2 separate regions of the Mus musculus genome follow, and region 1 is linked to region 2. The links are chromatin contacts, called in public promoter capture Hi-C maps. All regions are on one chromosome and are shown on one strand. The core of a region is the stretch at or near the end of the contact, and the rest is flanking DNA. Distances in the headings are between cores, read along the strand shown.

Region 1 (5,845 bases), core at 2,164-4,663, 90 kb before region 2:
GTAAATCCACACACCTATGGATACTTGATTTTTGACAAAGAAGCCAGAAAGACGTAATGAAAACAGAAAGCATCTTCAACAAATAGCACTAGTATAAGTATCTGCATGTAGAAAAATGCAAATAGATCCATATTTAATCACCCTGCACACAAAGCTCAAGTCCAAATAGATCAAAGACCTCAACATAAAACCGACACATTGAACCTGACAGAAGAGAAAGTGGGTAATAGCCTTGAACACACTGGTACAGGAGACAACTTTCTGAACAGAAAACACCTATAGCACAAGCATTAAGATCAACGATTAATAAATGAGACCTCATTGGGCTAGAGAGATGACTCAGCATTTAAGAACACTGTCTAATCTTCTAGAGGTCCTGAGTGCAATCGCCAGCAACCACATGATGGCTCATAACCATCTATAATGTGATCTGATGCCCTCTTCCGGCATGCAGAACTCTCATACTCTCATATATGAGAGCACTCATATACATAAAATAAATAAATCTTAAAAAAAAATGAGACCTCATAAAACTGAAAAGCTTCTGTAAGGCAAAGACACCATCCATAAGACAAAATGGCAGCCTACAGAATGGGAAAAGATTTTCACCAAGTCCACATCCAATAGAGGGCTAATATCCAAAATACATAAAAAATTCAAGAAGCCAGACATCAACAAATCAACTAATCCAATTAAAAAACTGGGTTACAAGCTGGGCAGTGGTGGTGCACACCTTTAATCCCAGCACTCTGGAGGCAGAGGTAGGAGGATCTCTGAGTTTGAGGGTAGACTGGTCTACAGAGTTCTAGGACACCCAGGGCTACATAGAGAAACCCTGTCTCAACACAAAACAAAACATTGTTAAGAAAACAAATAAGCAAGCAAGCAAACAAACAAACAAACAAACCCCAACCCAAAAACCAAGTTACAGATCTAAACAGAGAATTCTCAATAGAGTGTGGGAAGCCACATGTGCCGTTGCAGGGTGGCGCTGGCTACCGCTGGCCACCACGCATACATAGGCAGTAAAGTTTTTTTGCCAAGATGAGGTTTTGAGAATTAACCAATCACATGAGAGACAAGTTAACCAATCAGATGAGAGACAAGTTAACCAATCAGATGTGAGACATGCAAATGAAGTGGTAAGCATAACCCATGCATAACCAATCCGGGTGTGAGACACGCCTCTCCTAGGCCTGTATAAGCAGCACCAGTTCTGGGCTTGGGGTCTCTTCACCTCTGCAATCAAGCTCTCCCAATAAACATGTGCAGAAGGATCCTGTTGCAGCGTAGTTCTTGCTGGCGAGTTGGGTGCGCGCAAGAATAGAGGAATCTCAAATGGCTAAGAAACATTTAAAGAAATGTTCAACATCCTTAGCAATCAGAGAAATGCAAATCAAACTGTTGTGAGATTCTATTTTATGCCAATCAGAATAGCTAATAACATAAGTGATAGCTCATGCTGGCAAGGCTGTAAAGCAAGGGGAATAGTCCTCCATTGCTGGTGGGAGTGTAAACTTGTAAAAATACTATAGACATCAATGTGGCAGGCAGTTCCTCAAAAAACTGGGGCATCAATCTTCCTCAAGATCCAGCTATACTGCTCTTGGGCACACACCCAAAGAACATTCCATTCCACCACTTGCTTAACTATGTTCATAGCTGTGTTATTCATAATACCTAGAAACTGGAAACAAATTAGATGTCCTTCAACTGAAGAATGGATAAAGAAAATTTGGCACATTTACACAATGGAGTATTACTCAGCTATTTATAGAAATGACATCATTAAATCTGCAGGTAAATAGATGGAATGAACTAGGAAAAAAAAATCATTCTGAGTGAGGTAACCCAGACTCATATACTCTCTTTTAAGCAGATATTAGCTGTAAAGTAATCATGCTACAATTCACAAGCCTAGAAAGGCTAAATAATGGGTGCTGGGGTGTGACACATGGATCGCCCTAAGAAGGGGAAATAGAATAGATAGATGTGCTAGTGGACTGGGGACAGGTAGGGGTGGGAACAGGGGGGGGATCAGGGGAAGGGGGAAGGAGAGAGATAGGAGACACTAGAATTGGGGGCACTGGAATGAGGTGATGGGGGTGATGTGGAAACTTATTAGTACAGTAGAAACTCCCAGGAATCTATGAGGATATAGAGACTTAACCAGCCATCTTCTTTAATCAGTTAAGGCTTCTGATGGTGAGACTGGGACACTAACCCAGTTATAAAACCTTCCACCTACAATCTATCCTGCCTGCAAGATGTGCTAGGGCCATGGATGTATAAACTTGTGGTAGTGGCCAACCAATGACTTGGACTAGGACTCAGAGGTTGGATAGCCCAGAGACCTAGGATAGAAGAAAAAAGAAAAAAAAAATCAATAGAATGATTCCTAATGGTATTCTGCTATTCTCATAGATCAGTGCCTCACCCAATTGTCATCAGAGAGGCACTGCTGGCAGCTGATGGGAGCAGATGCAGAGACCCACAGCCAAACATTAGGTGGAGAGAAAGCTCAAATTAGAGAGTAGCTGAGGGAACCCCACAGAAGCCAAGGAGGAAAAACTGTAAGAGCTAGAGGTATCAAGTACCCAAGGAGAACATGGCTCACAGAATCAACCAAGCAGGGCTTTCACAAAGACTGCATCAGGAAGCACAGAGTCTGCATGGGTCTGTGCTAGGTCCTCTATATGCATCATGGTTGTTAGCTTGGTGTTTTGGTGGGACTCATAACAGTGGAAGTGAGGGTGTCTCTAACTCACAAGCTACTGGGTTGCCTTGCACAACCCTGATATGAGGGTTTGTGCCTAATCTTACTGTATCTTGTTATGCCTTGTTTGGCTGATATACCTGAGAGGCATGCTCTTTTCTGAAGGAAAAAGAAAAAAGGATGACACCTTTAATCCCAGCACTTGGGAGGCAGAGGCAGGCGGATTTCTGAGTTTGAGGTCAGCCTGGTCTACAGAGTGAGTTCCAGGACAGCCAGGGCTATACAGAGAAACCCTGTCTCAAAAAAACAAAAAAGGATGAGTGGGAGGAGGGGAAACAGAGGTATTGAAAATGAAAGAATAAGAATGCAAAATTAGGTTTAAAAAAAGAGAAGAAAAGACCAAGTAGTTTAGTGACAGTTGCAGAGGCTGAACATAGCAGCACATGCCTTTAATTTCAGCACACTGAAGACAAAGTCAGGCATAGTCAGGCATACCTTTGTAAGTCTGAGGCCAGCCTGGTCTACATAGAGAATTCCAGGAGAGACTACCCATGGGCTCCCTGCATGGGACAGTCAGTGTTCACTTGAAGGGAGACTGTTTGGGACAGCTATTTTGGGAGCCATCCAGGACATGGCTGTAGACAGTTAGGAAATGAGCATGTGGGATGACTCAGGCAGACACAGTGAAGAAAGAACCAGCAGTTTTACCACCCACATGACTAAAGCTAACTCTCGGTGATACTAAAGTCTGACATGGATTTGGGTATTACAGCTACAACAAATATACAGCTACAACCAGGATGAACAACCTGAGAAGTTCTAATTTTCTCCTCAACAGACAGACCCCATGATATCTAGAAAAGGTAATGAACATCCATCTGCATTTCCAAATAAGGGGCTGCTAAAGCAGCATGGCTAACAAGGAGCATGCGCACCAGACCAAGGCACGGTATAGGTATGGAACAACTGTTTTGAGATAAAATATGAAAATGGGCCTTCTTCAGATTTCTCAGGGCCCACTGAGACTGATTACATCACAGGTTCACTGTTTTCTTAATGGACAAAGAATCTACAGGAACCTCTAAGTCAAAAGACAATGTGTTACCAGGCATAAGTGTCTGGAGAGAACTGTTCCCTTGAGATGGTCCACCTGCCAAGCTCTGAAACCAAGAGTAGCTTTCAGAAGCTTTCAACACAAATTGTTGAAACACACTGGCACAGTCTCCCCATGTCTCAAGGAGAGAGACATGGACTAACTGCTTTTGCCCAAGGTTATAACACTTCTATATCTCACTGAAGATTTACAATAACTTCAAAAGGATCATCTTCATGCAAGTGAGTCACTGTAACATAGGAACTACTTGCTATACTAGTAGGACAAGCTAACTCACGCGGTAATAAGACCTTATCCAAAAGTTCCTGAGGATTTAAAGGGAAATTTCCCTCCTGTTGTCCTTTCCCCTTTGTGGTCCAGGATGCAAGATGGTCCAGACCTTTTCTTAAAAGTGTGGTAGCTAAAATCAAGGCTTATAAATTATGTGAAGGGATAGGGTGACAACCCCATCCACTTTTCTCTTGAATCATAAGGTTTTTTTCACCCTTTTTTTAATGTATAAAAAATACATAATTCCTTTTTTAAAAAATTAGAAAGCTCTGTATTTGTACATGCACAGGCATGTATGTAGAGGTCGGAAGTGACCTCAGGTGTCAGTCCTTGTTTTCTATCTTGTCTTTTGCTGTTTTATCACTGCACATGCCAGGCTAGCTGGCCTTAAGCTCCTGGGGCATCTCCTGATTCCACAGCCTACTTTAACTTACAAGTATTGGAATCACAGTCTTGTAGTATTCTCCCCACCTTCTGGGGGATCCAAACTCAAGTCTTCATGTTTGTTCACCGAATAATTTACCCTCTGAGCCATTTAGAATGTTAGAAAGTTGTCCTGAATGAATGCCTCTCTAGCTCTTTGAACCAATGGCCTAAACTATTTTTCCTGGAATCCAGAACATAGAAGAACAGTTTCTTTTCTTCCTGTTGTCATAGTGATTGTGATAATAAGGATAAGGAACTGACACAGCAAAGGAGCTCCGCAGCTCTGGCTGTGTGTGGAGGCTTCCAACTGGGAACAGTCTGAGAGGTAAACCAGCACTCCTCCACTTCAGGCACAGGTTTTCTGAATGCTCAGCTGGAGTCTCTGCCAATCAACTTTGCTTTTTAAAGAAAAACCAAGAATGCTTCTATAATCTATGGTTCCTCTGTACCAAAAGAGGATAATAAAAATAACACCCCAGGAAAAACTCACATTAAAAAAAATAATAAAGTTAATGGGCACAGCCTGTGCTACTTCTAAACCACAGTCAAACTGAGGGGTGTGACTCAGTGGGAAGACTGCTCTCCTAGTGATACATAGGACACCGAAAATAAGTCATCTATTTCTGGTCAAAAACTGAAAATGAAAATACAAAAGTTAATGGGTTAGAAAATAAGGATGATTGGTTTTAGTACTTCTGTTCATTCCAGTCGGCCCCGCTCCCTCCGGCCCAAAGATTTTTATTTATTATTATAAATACACTGTAGATGTCTTCAGATGCACCAGAAGAGGGCGTCAGATCTCATTACAGATGGTTATGTGCCACCATGTGGTTGCTGGGAATTGAACTTCGGAAGAGCAGTCAGTGCTCTTAACCGCTGAACGATCTCTCCAGCCTGGATAATAGCTTTAAAAGACAGAGATCCTAGTATTCATTTATAAAAATTATGCTAAGTGGATAGACACTAAGTGAGAAAATGCATTTAAGTATTGAACCTTCCCTGTAATCATGATGTTTGATCAGCTGTTTGAAAATGATTCTATAATGTACCTATCTGCTGCAATAAGAGGCAACTAAAACCCAAAACACAATACAGCTTAAAAGCAAACACAGCACTACCTGGTAGTAATGTGTTTTTAAAAGACATACTCCTGTCTTACAACAAATACTATATATGGCCTTTGATGGGCTTCCCTGCAGGGGCTGAGTGACCAAAGAAAGTACTCCTGTAAGCTGGAGAGCCAGACACATAGCACTGGATGCACACACTGGTTACCTCTGCATGTGTAGCCTGCCTGCAGGCTCTCAGCAAGAAAAACA
Region 2 (6,001 bases), core at 2,860-5,359:
TATAAAGGACCATCTGACAAGACGGTCGGCAGGCCCTTTCTGTGTAAATCCAAGTCAGCTGTCAGCGTGCAATTGTTCTATTAGGCCAAGTCAATTTTTGGAGGCAGGCCTATTAAGTTAACTTCAAATGGAGATGAAAAGAAAGTGCTTGATCAAATGCTGAACTGTAAAAACACACTGACAGGGAAACAAGGCAGAGGAATTAGCCTCCTACAATTATTCCCTGTGATACCTTTAGTTACCCAGCCTATCTAATCACCACACAGCTCTCCTTTCACTCTTTAACAGCTAAAAGAACTTCCTTAGTTCATGTTCACAGCCTCAAGTTCATCAAACGTTTAACCTGGGATCCAGAATAACTGATTTTAAAGTTGGACAGAACCCATCATTCTCACTCCTTGTACAAATGAATTTCTTGATGTTTCTAACTATTTGACTTCAATGGGAGAAATAGGCATTTCCACTTTAAAACAAGCTTTCATTTCTAGCCATGCAAATTTTCTTGTTGGTTTAGCCAATTTACACACCACTAGCCAGTGTTTAATCAGGCCCCTTATTTAACAACACCAACCATGTGTGCAGACAAGTTTAAAAGTTTCAGATAATAATTTCATTAACATCAACACGTTGGTTTAAAGATGAAATATGTACCAGTATGTCTGAAAGTTCTTTAGAGGTCCACACTTCAAAAGTACAGTAAAAGGGTAATTCTTCTAGTGCTTAGCTATATGCCTGACCTGCTTAGATGCAAACAGGCTAATGCTGCTGCGTGATAATAAAAGCAACTAATTTCACATCTAAATAGTCTATTCACAATTTTCACAACTGGAAATATCAAAATAGAAAAGAAGAAAAAAAATCAAACACACACAAACAACCCTGTCTTCATACAGACTAAACTAATGACCTTGGGATAATTAATTTACACCTACAATACACACATCCCAAAGTCTGAACTACTAATCCCACTCCTCAACAAGCACACACAGCCAGGCTTCCTCCTACCCTAACCCATGATAAATACTCAACAGGTCCTTGGGCTGACCAGACTATGATAAGTAATCTATTGTGTGTGTGTGTACATACACACACACACACACACACACACACACACACACACACACATTCATTGGCAAGTAACAGGAAAAAAAGTCAGTACTACAAAATATTTCTTATAATTTTTAAAGTGAAACATTCAAACAGCTTTTTTCCTCTCTTCCCAATTAAGAACAATATTGCTATAGAATCACACTGAGAATAAAAGCAATGTTACCTACATACTACTATTTAGTTCTAGTTATCAGAAAATAAACAGAAGACCATAAAACGTTCATTAAAGGGCAAAACATGAAGTTTTTCAGGTGATAAAACAAAAGGTGGTTTTTAAAAGTTCAATGAGTACTTAGAAAACATGATTAATCTGAAATTAAAGACTGGCTTTGTTTCTTCTACACTTTTATTACACATGCTCTCATTATATTCCCTCTCAGCAATCCTAAAACATTGGCTTTCCTTACAAAACTTATTCCAGAGCTGGTAGGCAGGAGCTACAAGAGTTCCTTTAGTCTGGCAGTATTCACAGAACAAATAAAAGCATGCCGGTCTGTGTGTACACACACAGCTCTGAAAGCCACACTGTGCTTGTCTGGACACATGGATGACCACAACAAAGTTATTAAAGCTATGGAGTGTACCAATGACAAACTATCTCTTCAGGGAGTTCAGATAAGCCCACCAATATCACTGCAGTTATAAAGGAATTAAGGACATCATTAGTGATTGCTTAACAGGTAAACTTATTAAATACCATTTAAGTCATTTTTCTCCCCTTAGTGACTGTTGACTTAATTTGAAAGGGAGGTGCGAGTCTAGTAGACTACAAAAGAATTAGATAAGCACTTCAAAAACTTCTCAAGAGAACAGAGTCCTGCCAAACTCACACATTATCTCTCTACTTGTCAGGATAAAATAGTTACAAATGGTGTGTTTAAACTGCTAATTTTGTATTAAATAGTGAACCCAAGAATATCTGCAAAGCACAGCATTATGCATAATGAATAGCTCCCCAGACAAACTACCACAGAGAATGGCTCAAGTTTAAACACTGCAGATAAAAATCTCAAACTTCAAAAGTCTCCTTCAAAAAGTGAAGTGCCACGTTAAAACATACTCCCCTCAGCTGCAACCCCCACCCTCAAGGCTGTAAATCAAACATTTCTAAAGCCATCAGGGCACAGGGAAAGCCTCAAAGAACGACAAGGACTCACAAGAAGCAAGACTTAAAATTCAAACTCTTCTTAAAGCCTGCAATAGAGTTGTTTAGGTATCTTCAGCCAAGCATCCTCTCTAAAGCTTGTATATTAATGACAGTAACAATAACATGGGGGGGGGGAGAACAGCACCGTTAGCAACATCTGTAGTCACAGAAATTGGTCAAACATGTATTTCGCTTTCTATAGATAAGAATAAGAGCACCACAAAACAATGCTTTCTAATCACAGCCATAGGGTCCTCCTCCAGCTTTGGAAAGACACACACCTTTAAGGAGCTACACCGTATTGGCCCGTGTCCCATCAACTCAAAGCTCTGCGTGCAGCTTCACCCTCCTGTCTACACTCGGAGCTGCTCTGAAGTCATCCCACACAGTCCCTTTTCTCTTCATAATTCACCCAAGAGCAAAGCACCGGAGATCCAAACTATAGGCCTCTAAAGTTCCAAAAGATTCAAAGACGAGCCAACCGTATCAGATCACTCCTACCAGAGGTGCGCCTAACAACCATAAGTGCGCTGCCCTGGAACATGGTAGTGGATAAAAACCATCGTCGAGGGAGCGGGAAATCTATGCAGCTATCCATCCGCTGAGGCTTCGACTGAGAGTCCCTCCTCAAAGACTGGGGACAGCTCAAAGCTCTCCCTAGCCAGCCTCCTTTGGGACGCAGCCCTCTTTCATTTGGAGCAAGGTGGAGGCCCTGTCAGTGAGAGACCCTGGCTCGGGTTTGCAGGCCTCTTCGGTATTAGTCCTTGACCCAGGGGCGAGCCTGCGGTCTTTCTCATCCCCTGTAATCTGAGGCACGGCCACGACAGTGCTCTGCCAATTCCCACTCCTCAGCCAGCTCCGCCTGCTCCCTTCCTGCTGCTGCCCGTCCAGAGCCCTGCCAGAGGGTTGGTGTCTAGGTAAGGCTGCCAGTAGATTTCAGCAAAAATAACCTGAAGATGTGCACCCCGGCAACTGGGTCGCTCCGAAAACGGAGCAAACGTGGATGGAAAAGCAAAGCCTGCGACCTCTAAGAAGTCGCTCCATCCTTCAACTTGTCTCGCCTTTGCAAAGTTGGCATTCAACAGGTAGTTCCCGGGACTTTCACCTGAGGGAGAAAAACGTCCCGCCAACTCAAGAGTGCCGCCCAGGCGCCCATGCCCAGCTCAGCGTCCCCACCCCCACCCCGGCGCGGTGCACCCACCGGAGGCCGAGCCCCCACGTGCGCTCGCCTCAGCCGCCGTGCCCCGGAGGCCCCGTCCCGCCCGCCTGGGAGGGATGCCGCCGGGCTCCGCGCCTCCCCCCCGCCCGCCCGCCCGCTAGCCCGCGGCGGGGTCGGCGGGCGCAGCCCCCGGAGCCATCTTGTGGCGGCGGAGCGCGGGGCCCGGGTGGCTACCTGCACGATCTCGCCCTCGGCGCTGAGCATGGCCCCGGCCCGCGAGAAGCGGCCCGTGAGGCCGGTGGTGTGGGTGGTATAGTCGCCGCTCGGGCTCGACTCGAACAGCACCACCTCCACGAACGCCGTCTCCTTGGCCCGCGCCGCGCCGGGCCCCGCGGCCGCCAGCAGCAGCCCGAGAAGCAGCGGCAGCGGCGGCGGCGGCGGCAGGCGACGACCGCGGGGGCCGCGGCGGAGGCGGCGGCGGCGGCGGCCCGGGGCCCCTGGGCGCCCGCCCGAGCGTGGCCTCATGGTCCTGCGGCGGGAGGGCGCGGAGGGCGGGCGCGGCCGGGCATAGTCGCGGGCCGGCGGAGGACCGAGCGCGGGCGGTCGCCTCACAGCACCATCGCGGCGGCGGCGGCTTTGTGGGTCGCAGGCTCTGCTCCGCTCCCCCGGCCGTCGCGCCGCGGCCCTTTCATCTGCTCCACGTGAGGGGTTATCCCCGCCCCCGCAGCGTCGTGACCCGCTCTCCCCTCCCTCCCCGCGCTCGGCCGCGGCCACCTCCGAGGGGAGCGGGTAGGCGGGGCGGGCGCGCCTGCGGCGAGAGGCGGGGCCCAGAGGCCTCGCCCGCCCCGCCCAATCGACTGAGTCCCGCCCCGACTCCGTTCTTAGCCACGCCCCTCCACCCTTGCTCCGCCCAGGTAGTCTTTTTCGGTCACGCCCCTTCCTCTTAGCCACGCCCCCTGGTCTGTACTCCGCCCTCCGCGGCAGACATTTCTCTTGGCAGTTGCTGGAGTACGGGGAGAGTAAGATCCTCAACCTGTTCCCGGGCGGTTTCGCCCCCTCGGCGCACCCTGCTTTGGTGCCGCAATTAGAGTCATTGGGGCGTCAAAGGCCTCGTCCTTCCGTCCAAGGATGCTTCATCCGCAGCTCCGGCACTGCTGGCCACCCGCACTCGGTGCTCGCGCCCTACCACCTCCAGGGACCGCGAAAGGCCCCGGGCGGTCAGTGGCAGTTTGCAACCCGCCGGGACACGTCCAGTTCTTACGTGGGTGTCACATAGACAGTTACCCTCAACTAAAGGAGTGAGGACAGGTGGCGGAGAACTTGAAGAAGTTATCTAGATTCTAATGGAGTTCATCTTTCCGCAGCCCTGGAGACCGTCTCCAACACTCCCTTCAAATCTCACCATGTGCAGAAGGGCGGAAGAGTCAACACGCTTAATGCACAGACTTCTGGTTGCCAAACATACCAAAGACACGTGCTCCGAACCCAGACGTCCCCAGTCACCCAGAAGATAAACTTTTAATTCTCTTCCCCTTTTTGGAACAGGATTTTTCCTTTCTCAGCAAATCTATGAGACTCACAATCCTCCTTTAAAAGCCACATTCAATTTCTACTTCCTCAGTCGTCTTCCCTCCCTGACCTGAATGGCTTTGTTTAAATATTTGCAAATATTTGGTTAGGGTGATCTGCTTCTACTTGCTACCACACCCAAAATATTAAGACAAAAAGAAAAGTCATTGAGTGTTTCCTTGAGTAATCAGCGCATCGAGGTTACAGTTTAAACTGAAAAGGAATGTTTTGCCAATGTGTTGAATAGAAAATACAATTGAAAAGAAATTCACAGAACTGTGTTACTGTGTTTGGACCACCCAAAGCTTTGGCACAGAAGGTAACTGACAAAGCTAGAGTCATTAGTTTCCCCCAAGCCAAGCTTAATCAGTACTGACTGCTCGGGAGCACTGTCATTTCCAAGGATTGTGACTTTACCCACTAAGGCACAGTCCAGTCTTTTTTTTTGTTTTGTTTTGTTTTTTTTTTGTTTGTTTGTCTTTTCGAGACAGGGTTTCTCTGTGTAGCCCTGGCTGTCCTAGATCTCACTTTGTAGACCAGGCTGGCCTCTAACTCAGAAATCTGCCTGCCTCTGCCTCCCGAGTGCTGGGATTAAAGGCGTGTGCCACCACACCTGGCACAGTCCAGTCTTTAAGGGGAAAGCAATTATTATAGCCATGCATAGCTAGCGTTGCAATCCTTAGAAGTATGAAGTCATGAACTGGTGAATGAATATGCAAATATGGTCTATCCATACAATAAAATCGAATTTTTAACATGGTAGAGTTTCAATCGGGGCTGGTGAGATGGCTCAGTGGGTAAGAGCACCCGACTGCTCTTCCAAAGGTCCGAAGTTCAAATTCCAGCAACCACATGGTGGCTCACAACCACCCGTAATGAGATTTAATGCCATCTTCTGATGCATGTGAAGACAGCTACAGTGTACTTAGATATAATAATAAATAAATCTAGAAAAAATATATTAAAAAAAGTTTCAATCTTCAATTGCATTTTAAATAACAAAATCAAAGACAAAT

Evidence for each region. Promoter capture Hi-C pulls out the DNA fragments that hold promoters and counts their contacts.
Region 1: a contact with region 2 is called in a promoter capture Hi-C map of hippocampal neurons, with 3 times the contacts expected there. The contact joins the enhancer-like site here to the promoter of Znrf3 in region 2. A contact is called at or near these places in 12 of 39 promoter capture datasets (the 3T3-L1 cell line, 3T3-L1-derived adipocytes, the C10 cell line and 6 more), 1 of 15 datasets of contacts at CTCF or cohesin (CD8 T cells), 9 of 484 Hi-C or Micro-C datasets (the HPC-7 cell line, cranial neural crest, embryonic stem cells and 5 more), 14 of 115 datasets of contacts at active chromatin or transcription factors (the 230-238 cell line, CD8 T cells, the SCID.adh cell line and 8 more) and 3 of 9 other capture datasets (adipose tissue, liver and pancreatic islet).

The regions. Positions count from the first base shown.
Region 1 is chr11:5,351,593-5,357,437 of GRCm38.p6, forward strand. All of the region lies in intron 1 of Znrf3 (zinc and ring finger 3), which reads right to left. Among named protein-coding and RNA genes, the nearest start is that of Znrf3, 90 kb to the right of the region's middle. Within about 2 kb of position 3,414, at least 78 of the 459 cell types and tissues checked have an H3K27ac peak or open chromatin away from gene starts, as enhancers often do. A contact at or near this core is called in CD8 T cells, the HPC-7 cell line, adipose tissue and 3 more, where this site is marked.
Region 2 is chr11:5,440,738-5,446,738 of GRCm38.p6, forward strand. It overlaps Znrf3 (zinc and ring finger 3), which reads right to left and starts at 4,110. Exons shown (of 9, transcript NM_001080924.2): 1 at 3,651-4,110. The coding sequence starts at 3,941.